Linked DNA regions of Drosophila melanogaster: regions 2 and 3 are each linked to region 1. Evidence: chromatin contacts called from public Hi-C data. All regions are on one chromosome and are shown on one strand. Each heading gives the region's core, a stretch centred on a gene start, on an enhancer-like site or on the middle of the called end of the contact. The rest is flanking DNA. Distances are from core to core; before and after follow the strand shown.

Region 1 (3,386 bases), core at 486-2,985:
AAATCAAAAAACTTGCTACATGGGCACTGCGATTTGACAATCTGTCGGCCAATTTGACGGCTTGTTTGAATTGAAATACCAGGCGAACAGAAATAACAGCAGGTGGATAAACAAAGTTAAAACTAATCAGCGCCTACTGGTATGCACTGCAGTATGACACCCAAGTGTGTCGGCGCCGCAGAAAAGTATGCCGCATAAAATAATGGTTCGACTTTTGTTGCGGCTCCCAAAAGTATACCAAGAATTATTGTTTGGCAGTGAAGAAACCGCTACTCCCCAAAAGTATACTAGCTTTATTGAAGTACACAGATTAATTACGATTCTAAGCCCTAAAGTATTCATTTCAAATGATCCAGCCATCTAGCATTGGCAGGCGGGAAATTCTTAGTATCTAAGAGGTCACCAGAGATGGCTCATACCGCTATTTTACTTTCTAAACTGTACACAAAATCAAATCTTAAACCAAAGCGGCTTTCGCCGACAGTTGAAAATCCTTGTCGTCTGCCGTACGCCAGTGTAGTCAAGAAGGCACTCAGCTCCGTTGTTCTCGAAGGATATCTCTCCCAGCTTGTACTCGGGATTGAGGGCCACTCGCAGGATGTAGCGTCGGTTGATGGGAACTCGGGTAACATCCACCCACTGGCAGTCCAACACATCGGTGTAGGTGTCTGCGCAGCCCACGGAAATGCCTGCAAGGAGATGGGTTACTAGTGACTCCTTAGAAGCTGTCACAGGTGCACGTACCTTGGGTGGTGTTGCCACAGGTGTACTTTTGCCGTACTCCTGGCCGGCATTCACTGTCCATCAGGCAAAAGGAGGCCTTGTGCCCCTGGGCCACCTTCCGGTAGTTGAGGTCGTAAACATCAAAGGTGGCAAAAACATTCATGCTGTGGTAGTGTCTGTGGCACTGGTGCCATACCCATTCCTTGTAGTTAGCGTATGGGCTTACATCGGCGGTGCCCACATTGGAAGCCTTAACGGAAAAGCGAAGCAGTATCCTCGCAGCGTGCGGATTCGTCCTTCGGATCTCGTAAGCGTCGGCGGAAACACAGTGCTCTTCCATGGCGCATGTGAGCCGCGACATGGGCACGGCCTCCAGGCGGGCGGTTCTCTCGATGTCCACCAGTCCGATCTCCAGGTCAGCCGAATGGCTAACACAGGCCGCAATGCTGACATTATGGTTTCTGGCATTGCAGAGGTTCGGGTAGTGGGACTCCCGGATGCAGTCGGCTAGGCGACGCTCGGTTCCCCTGCACAGAGTGCCCACCATGCCCCAGGGATACTTCCGGCTATCCCCGTGCTCCGTTCCCTGGCTTGCCTTGGAAGCGTAGCCCAATCCTAGCTGTCGGCACACCACATTTGCCTCCCGCATGCTCCACGAAGTGCTGCAGATCGTACCCCATGAGGCGCCAAAGTCAAAGCTCACCTCCACGCGTCCCTCGCGGAGGACTTGAATACCGGCGAGCGCTGCCTTGTTAGTGGCCAGTCGGACCATCATGTTTCTATAGTTGTTCTGCACGTTGAGGTTGGCCCAACCTTGGCTGAGAACCACTAGGAGCTGCAACAATTGAAACCGGAACGAAGCCATCGCCCATTCAGCCCCTTCTGGTGGAGCACACCCAAATCGCAACCAGTTTTAAAGTCAATGGAACAATGCGCCAGTAGGGTAACAACTGGCAAATGGGGCTACATGTGTAGGAGGTATATTGTGCGTTGTGCTTCCCAACGGATCGACCCACATCTGCTTGGCAGGCGGGAAAACGTTTGTATACAAAACTCAGCTGGCAAAATGCCTATTCCGAGCGCGCGTGCTCTGGTTTCTGCGGTTTCTTTTTTTGGGGGTATGGAGTGCATGTGTAAACTACTTCTGTGCGCCGGTTAGGACTCTAGCAACTTAGTGATGGCCTCTTTCAGTTCCGCCGGCTTGAAGACACCGCGTTCCGTGATGATGCCTGTGATCAGAGAGGCAGGGGTCACATCGAAGGCGGGGTTCCAGCAGTTAATGCCCGGGGCAGCGATGCGGTGCTCTCCCACGTGCGTCATTTCCCGGTCGGGACGCTCCTCAATGATGATGTGATCGCCTCCGGGAATCGCTAGATCGATGGAAGTCAGAGGGGCGGCTACGTAAAATGGCACGTCGTGGTGCTTGGCAACCACGGCAATCTGGTAGGTACCAATCTTGTTGGCCGTGTCGCCATTGGAGGCCACCTAAGGAAGGGAAGAAACCATTAATCGAAAATAGTTAATCATTAAGAGGCTTACTTACACGATCTGCTCCTACAACCACAGCAGCCACATTTTTGGCCCGCAGCAGAGCCGCCACCATGCTATCCAGAACCAGAGTGGCGGGGAATTTCTCGTGGACCAGTTCGTAGGCTGTGAGGCGGGCTCCCTGATTGTAAGGACGAGTCTCTGTGCAATAAACGTGCTCTAGAGCGAAAAGTGCAAAAGTGCGTAAGTAATCAATAAATGTACCAAACTCTATTAAGTACTCACCCAGTTTTCCCAGCTCGGCCAGTTGGCGGACCACTCCCAGAGCTGTACCGTACCCGGCGGTGGCCAGGGAACCCGTGTTGCAGTGGGTAAGCACCCGGACGGATCCCGTCGATCCAGCGGGCGCTTTACCTGCCTTCGCCACGCCCTGTAGGATCGCCTGGGCTCCATTCGCTCCAATGGCACGGTTATCGGCAATGTCTTTTTTTAGCATAGCTTCGGTCGCGTCCAGAAATCTTAAACAGAAGGGGGTTAACTTTGTGTGCTCGTCTCGTAGCCCAGTAAGGAGGTTACCTATGCTTCATTTGGGTCACGTCGATTGCCTCGTCCTTGTAAAGTTCGTTGGCCAGGGTGATGAGCTCGTCGGCTGCGATCTTCATGTTGACCGCCGTAGGCCTGGCGGAAACCAAATAGTTCAACTTTCCCTCAATCTCCTGCCGCAGTGATTTCTTGTTCTCAAAATCCTCCGGGTTGATTTCCACGGCCAGGGAGAGGCAGCCAACGATAGCGATGGCCGGAGCACCACGCACCTTCAAAGAGTCAAAAATATTAGTTTAAATTGCTTGTTTTATTTTTAATGGTCCCTTAAACGCACCCACTTTTCATGACTATATGAAACGAGTACCCATTAATAGTCGTGATCAATCAAGATGCTAAATGAGAATATTTAAAATATCAGGCTGTCATGCTGTTGTCATGTCTCAAATGAGACCGTTGGGGCAATAATTTCGCTGCTATATTGTCGTTATTCATAAACAAGAGCGAAGAGCAGACAGATTAGGTGGGTCAGCCTATCTTGGCTTATCAGATGACGATGCAAAAGGCGGAGTAAATAGCTTACATGGAAAACGGCGAGGCTCCACGTGACAAGGCGCGTGCTCACACATAAACGA
Region 2 (3,386 bases), core at 473-2,972, 240 kb before region 1:
GACACGAACATTTTCGGTTGAATTTCCTTTTTGTTTTGCTTACGACAAAATTGAAGCTAGCGCACGGCTCTGCAAAGATATAGACGGAGATATCGATTAGTTCTGGGCTGACTTTCTGTCCCAAGAATACATTGTATCAAGTCCCACGCCGCCTCAGAAAAGTTACGTAACATGCGGAAAATCTGCCCTCGCACCGGATTTTCACTCGACTCTCAGCTCGATCTGTGCTCAGTCATCAATTGAAACCGATTTGCTGGCTTTTCCTCTGCGAATTTGCCGATTTTCTAACTTTTCCAGTGACGCAACGACTCGAGGCACACACGCACACCACTGCAAAACCAGAATGGCACACGTGTGTGTGTGCGAGTGTGCCGCAAGATGGCGGCGCATTATCAAACACGTTTCGCACTTTAATTGGCGAAATTTCACACGATTCTTCACTAATTCCGCGTTTTTTGGCTATCTGAGGCGTTTGCACGGCTGTTACCCAACAGAGGGGTGCTGATAAGGGGGGTGCTCCGCCAGCGGACGGAAAAACCCGGAAAAAGCAACTCACTTCGAACGAACCCTTCACAACAGTAAAACGAATTTGACAATTTCGCTGACTTTTGGGGGGTGCTAAGTGTGGCCGTCAGCGGGAGCTGGGAAAAAGGACGATAGGTCGATTTAATACTGGAAAGTACCAGAAATACCATTTTGGTTGAGAACCCAATCCACGGTGCAAGTCCTGGCTACACATTTTCAGCAGAGACGCGCCCCAGGAGCGAGTCTTTGCTAGAATAGGAGGTTGCCCTTGCACAATAGGCGCAGTGTGACCATAACAGTAGTGGATACGTAGAATCAATTAAATAGCCCTTTCCCACGAAACTGCGTCTTTCTAATTTTGTTTATTTATTTATACTACAAATTAATAAAATAAAATCTTTGGCGAACGGTCCATAAAAACGGGTCATTCTGAAAATTTTTCAACCAGCAAATGCAATAGATAAATTAGATAATTAGATAATTAGATAAATTAGATAAGTTTTCAATGAATTTGGCAAGTGTAGGGCCAAATAAGTATGTATAATCGTTTGTGTTTTACATGCACATAATCTATTCTTTTATTTAACTACATACATATGTATTGTGAAATATATTTTTATCATCAATATAGTTGATGAAATTATGTATATAAAATATAACCAGACTTCAGTTGTAATAATATTCATCGTGCCCTAAGTTTCCCTGTCTTTTTAAAATATATTTGATGGGGTGGAAAATATTAAATTCATATGTAAAAATTATATATATGGTAACATTTTAATAAACCTTAGCTAAGCTTCAAGTATGCCTATCCCGAAATTGAAATAAAAGTGTAATTTTATATTATATATAATATATAATATAATATATAATTAATTATTATTTATTGTTTTCATTAATTTTTACGGAACTATATATACAAAAGGAAACGACTAGAGCCCTCTGGCATCTTTTCATAATTCTATACGCAATAAACAATATAAAATTTTTTATTTATTTCTTGTAATAATTTCTTATGGAATAATGCCTTAGTAAATAACTAGAGCCGGCCGGCATATTTTCATCGAAATATAAGTTTGTATTCTCAAAATATTTAATGTTCTATAGGAAGGTGTATCTGCTAGACTTAAATTAGTTAGGAGGGTGCACTCGCTAAGAGCCCGAGAATGCAGTGCAGCCCTGGTACGTGCAAACTCACCACAGTCACGCACACCACCACAAACGCAGCGTTACGCGTCGTTCGACGTCGGTGTTTGTGTCTACGTCACGTCGGCTTAAATTATGTTTTAATTACCCAGCGGCAACTGCGAATGCAACTGAATCGAAGCACAGAATGCTGTAAGTAAATATAATACTGATGCTAATTTGAAGTCAGTTAAACCCAGTTACGCCCCCCAAAATGTTGCAGCCCTCAATTGCATAACATCACTTGCGCATGAGTGTGTGCGTGTGTGAGGAAACGCCAGAGGAGCGAAACACACCACACCGAACAGCGGCGTAGGGAAAGAGACGGCAGAAGCAGCTGAATTGCAGTACAAGCAGGGTTCATCGCTAACAAAAAAACAAGCCATGTACTCCTGCTGAATTTCGAAAGCGACTTATTATCGCCTGATTACCAACGAACAGTATTCGCCCGATCAAACGCCACATAACCCCCTAAACTCACCACAGCACATTGGAAGTGGGTGGGAGTCGCCGCTAAGCTGAAATTGCAGCCCTGGAAATGGACGTTTCGGTGCAGTGCTGACCTGGCCACACTGACCAGCCCCCGATTTAGTTGCTGTTTTTTTACATAACTCGCCACATTCGTTCTCTTCGGAATACGTGATATATATATATATATGATAATACGATATATATTATGGCCGTTTTCCTGATCAACGTCTGCAAGTACAATGGCTGCGGCATCACGTTTCCGAGCTTGAGCGATCTGATTTCCCACATCGAGGACACCCACATAGGTGAGACGGGTCGTAAACACCGTAAATATCGCTATCATTTGACCGTCGCGTGATGTTCTCGGTGTGTTTTGTTTATTTTATTTACTCGCCGCGGCATAAATAAAAAAACAAATCGGATCGCAGCGGGGCAGAGGTGTGCGAGTTCGTCAGTGTGTGAGTGCGTGAACGGCTTCGTGGTGAATTGGATGTTGTTTCTACGATATGATTTGCAGTTTGCATTCGGCATTTATTGCACTTAAAGGCAAAATCGATGCTGGAAGCCTGGAAATGGCTACCTGTGCCCACACACACCGCTGCACGCCGCACACACACGCCCTGTTTTCCAGGCGCGTACAGCATTCGTTGATCGGTGCGCTGGCTGGAAAGTGCGGGTGCGAGCGAGAGCGCAGCACAAGCAAAACAAAAGCAAAAAAGCCGGTGATCCATTCAAAACCCCGCCTGTCTGTGTGTGTGCGTGCGTGTGTGTTTGGAAGGCCAGCACAGCATCTAGTTGTTGTTTGCGGTGTAGTGGAAACCGGCGAGTTGAGCGCCCTTTTTTTGACCTGTCCGCATGGCTTGGCTTGGGTTCGGCTGTTTCTGGCGTTCGTTTCCATGGCAGGTGTATCCGCATCCGGTAATCGGAGTTGGAACTTAGAAGTTGGAGGAGATGCGCTTCTTGTCTGCCCCATGCGCCTTCCCCCTCCGCTCATACCACGCACTCACAATCACAATCGATACTTGAACTTTCCCGTCCACGTGACTCCCGTGGGCTTCCAATTAATCATTTCCACGGTGTGTGTTTACCGGCTGAAATAAACAAATTCTAATTTTAGTGATTGTATGGCGAGGGGCGGGGTTTTCGAGGGCGAAAAATCAATAGAGTTAAGCTCAGTAGTGTTGCCGCATTACGAAAACGGGGGT
Region 3 (3,386 bases), core at 632-3,131, 140 kb after region 1:
GCCCACGTTGTTTACGCCGCCCAGAACTACGTCCAGCTGATGACCGTGGCCCAGATTTGGGATGCCAAGAGCGGCAAAGTGCAGACCACCAATGTCTTCTACTTGACCTATCGGGCGGACAAGGTGCTGGACGAAGTCCTCCCGCGATCCTACCGAGAGATGTTGTGGTACGTCCACGGTAGGCGGAAACTCCTGGGCGCTCTGCACTTGCAGCCGGAGTACCCCGATCCTATCGAAGTGGCCAAAGAGAGCTCAAATCATATCAGCACTTAGAATTAGCGCTAATGTAAATCGAAGTTGTAGTTGATCCAAATATGTTAATCTGATGGAATTTTAACTTTATAGCTGTTATTTTATAATTTATAGGATATATCAATGAAATAAAATTGTAGAAAGGAATTTAAATTGATGCTTGTGTGCAATTATTGGATTTTAGAAAATGAACTAATCGTCACAGCTGGGGTTCTTTGATGAAAAGGCCAAAACTTTCCGTTTTGTAAGGTTTATTTTACAAATCCTGTTAGTCTAACCAGCGGGCGCGCTTGTACAGTGTTTTTGCTTTAGAAATCCTTAAACTGAAGAACCAAATCCATCCCCTCGCTTAGAATCGCATGCGGTGGGGGTATTGGGAGGAGTGCAGGGCAAACATGTTCTGCAAGTACTTGGCGAAGAACTTGCCCTCGGGATGGGCCTTGATGACCTTCAGCAGGGCGGCGTCCACCTCCTTCTGGTCCTTCTTGCGCTGCTCGTTGGGCACGAAGCGCTCCTTCTTGGCCGCGAAGATGTCGGCCTCGCCGGTCTTCTTGTCCTTCTTAGCCTTCAGACGGCGGAAGTAGGCGTCGTTCAGGTGCTCGGGCACCTTGAAGGCACCGAGATCCACCTTCGAGGAGGTGCCGATCACGTAGCGCTGGGACACGCGACGCAGCGGGCACGAGTTGAGGGCGAAGGGTCCGGTGACCAGCAGGAGTCCGGAGGCCAAGACCTTCAACAGGACGACGCGCTTGCCCTGGTGGCGTCCGGCCAGCAGGATGAGCACGGTTCCGGGGGTCAGGTTGCGGCGCGTGTTGCGTTTGTGCTCGCTGAAGTTTGCCTTGGAGGGGCGCTTCTTCACGAACGTCTTGGTCGGGTAGGAGGCCTTGCTCTTCTTCAGGAAGACCGTGCGCTCACCGCCGTTCTTGGGTCCTCCGATCTTCTTCACCTTCTTGATGGGCACCTTGGCCTTCTCCACGACGGGGCTCTTCTTGTCCTTCAGGCGGTACAGAGCACGACGCTTGTACATCTGAAATAGGTTGGAAAAGTGGTTAGCTTGATCCTTGATCCACAAGCCTTTGAACTAGGGGGTTATTTTGTTTACGTGTATCACTAATACGCTCCACTTGTTGCACAGTCACAAGCAAGGGCATTGAGGATTATTGAACTTATTTGTGAGAAGAGTAAACAATTTAGGCAAAGTATGCATGGTTTGTACTCATAGCCACTTGAACACACGGGAATTAAAATAAATGCATTTGGATTCAGGAACCGCACTGACGAATACTGAGTTTTCAAGTAAAACTAACTCAAAGTGGGTGGATGGTGTGTGGTCCATCCCGCGGATAGATGAGCAAGTATCGGATCCCTTGGAATCGGAGAACCACAAGTAAGCCACGCTGCTGCGCCTTCTCATCGGGCGGAGGCGTCACTCGGGCCAGAGGCCATTTCCCCACTGTTTCCGGCGATATTTACCTGGGCCTTGGAGTAACGCAGGATACCGCCCTTCAGGTAGGAGTTGACGGGGTGCTTCTTGCCCTTTTTGGCCGACTTGGCCACCTTTTTAGCTTTCTCGATGGGTGCCATTGTGAAACACGTGTACACAGCACAAAAATTATTGGAAAAGGAAGGTTATGTCTAGAGCGGTGTGACCAGGGCGGTCGATACAAAAATACCACCCGGTTACCGAAGAAATACCAATTCAGTTTGTAAACATACCATCTATATACCCCAAATTAAAACATAATTTCCCCAGCATTGATTATTTCTACTCAAGAGCTGAAAGTTACAAATATAGTTTCAGTTCCTATAACAGTGGATTTTAATTAACATTAGAACTCATGTTTATAGCATTATTTGTGTAATCGGGTCTGCTATCGATAAAAAAAATGCACACAGTCGCAATATAAAAAGTATCGCAACGTTTTAAATCTATTGCAATAAAAATCGATAAGCTTAACGGTCGATTTATTGAATGACCAATTTAAAAAATTAAACAGTCAGAAAGATAAATAATCCGAAATATGTCAGCTTAAAGATAAAATAAATTGAAGACACGCCTTTTCATTTACCATTTAATAATACTTTTTTCCATTTATTTGTTGTAATGTGTATAATGATTTAAATCACGAGCTTCAGCTGTTTTCAAACAACTTGTTCCACATTTCTTTACACAATGATCCATTTGCTTATAATGATTCTGGTGGACGCCTAAAGTAGAGTCTAATTGTTAGTTACAGGATGTAATTTAAAATAAATAAAATGAGTGGTTCGTAATGTACAGTATGAATTCATTTCGTGTGGTAACTAATCCTAAAGTGTAAACCTCAACCGAATATAAGCTCAAAACTTGACGATGGGCAATTGCCCACCATCATTGTTATCATGAATAAAAGTAGTCGTCAAATAAAAACTAAATATACAATAATTGAGATTTTCATTCATGTTTTTGATGTTGATACTTGCAAATATTTAACTAACTCCGCGCTAAATACAATGTAAAATTTGCTAGTTGTTAAAATTATGAAATCTCAGCCCGTGGCAGTCGATGGTAGAAAAACTTAGTGCTAGACATATTTTCACCGCTTTCACCTTTCTCTTAATCGCCTAATCGTCAATTGGCTGTTATTTATAGTGGACTAAGCTTAAACGAACACATGATGATCTCCGTCGCTTAAATATAATTATTTGTTTCGCATTTCGACTGTGTTAACAATGTATTCGGATTCTGCTTTCTCACTCACAGCTTTCACAGAACTGATCTTCAGGCTGTGGTTCAGAAGGTTACTGAAGTATAGGGAATCTATTGCACAATTGTTAGTTGAGAGAACTTGAATATTTACAGCAAAGTCGCCGGGCTTATTTACACTCGATCGGAAGTCGGGGTTATGGAAATGGTGCTGGTGCTGGTGTACTCACATTTCGCCGGAGTCGCCGCTGCACTGCGTCTGGCGTCACGCCAGCGGATGGCCACGGACGGAGTGAAATAAAACAGGCGAGTTTGTTGTAAATATTCATGAAATCTGAATGCCCCTTTGGCGGGGCAAACGCATTTTATTCAAATTTACAGACAGGAGTTTGCACATTCCGCTGCCAAGTGGATTTAAATAAAAGTTTTCTGAATTTTCGAAATTTCA

What was found. A called contact is a pair of places that touch in the nucleus more often than the background predicts.
Region 2: a Hi-C map of the Kc167 cell line shows a contact between it and region 1, with 4 times the contacts expected there. The contact joins the promoter of CG12054 here to the promoter of Loxl1 in region 1. A contact is called at or near these places in 3 of 107 Hi-C or Micro-C datasets (the D17-c3 cell line, the Kc167 cell line and eye imaginal disc).
Region 3: a Hi-C map of the S2 cell line shows a contact between it and region 1, with 2.4 times the contacts expected there. The contact joins the promoter of RpL6 here to the promoter of Loxl1 in region 1. A contact is called at or near these places in 11 of 107 Hi-C or Micro-C datasets (the Clone 8 cell line, the D17-c3 cell line, the Kc167 cell line and 4 more) and 2 of 6 datasets of contacts at active chromatin or transcription factors (both in the Kc167 cell line).

The regions. Positions count from the first base shown.
Region 1 is chr3R:31,458,134-31,461,519 of dm6, forward strand. It overlaps Loxl1 (Lysyl oxidase-like 1), which reads right to left and starts at 1,736. Exons shown (of 2, transcript NM_079868.3): 1 at 745-1,736; 2 at 247-689. The coding sequence starts at 1,588. The coding sequence ends at 451. It overlaps CG11334, which reads right to left. Exons shown (of 6, transcript NM_170551.3): 3 at 2,788-3,023; 4 at 2,497-2,729; 5 at 2,267-2,430; 6 at 1,689-2,208. The coding sequence ends at 1,879.
Region 2 is chr3R:31,218,980-31,222,365 of dm6, forward strand. CG12054 reads left to right here and starts at 1,723. Exons shown (of 7, transcript NM_001260456.2): 1 at 1,723-1,863; 2 at 1,934-2,486. The coding sequence starts at 2,387. ATPsynC (ATP synthase, subunit C) reads right to left here and starts at 651. Exons shown (of 4, transcript NM_143595.2): 1 at 557-651; 2 at 1-69. The coding sequence starts at 11. mir-4949 (mir-4949 stem loop) reads right to left here and starts at 393; the gene lies at 295-393.
Region 3 is chr3R:31,594,323-31,597,708 of dm6, forward strand. It overlaps RpL6 (Ribosomal protein L6), which reads right to left and starts at 1,882. Exons shown (of 3, transcript NM_170554.2): 1 at 1,726-1,882; 2 at 1,199-1,279; 3 at 470-1,141. The coding sequence starts at 1,836. The coding sequence ends at 602. It overlaps CycG (Cyclin G), which reads right to left. Exons shown (of 6, transcript NM_001276217.2): 6 at 2,320-3,386. It overlaps CG1774, which reads left to right. Exons shown (of 2, transcript NM_143618.3): 2 at 1-397. The coding sequence ends at 273.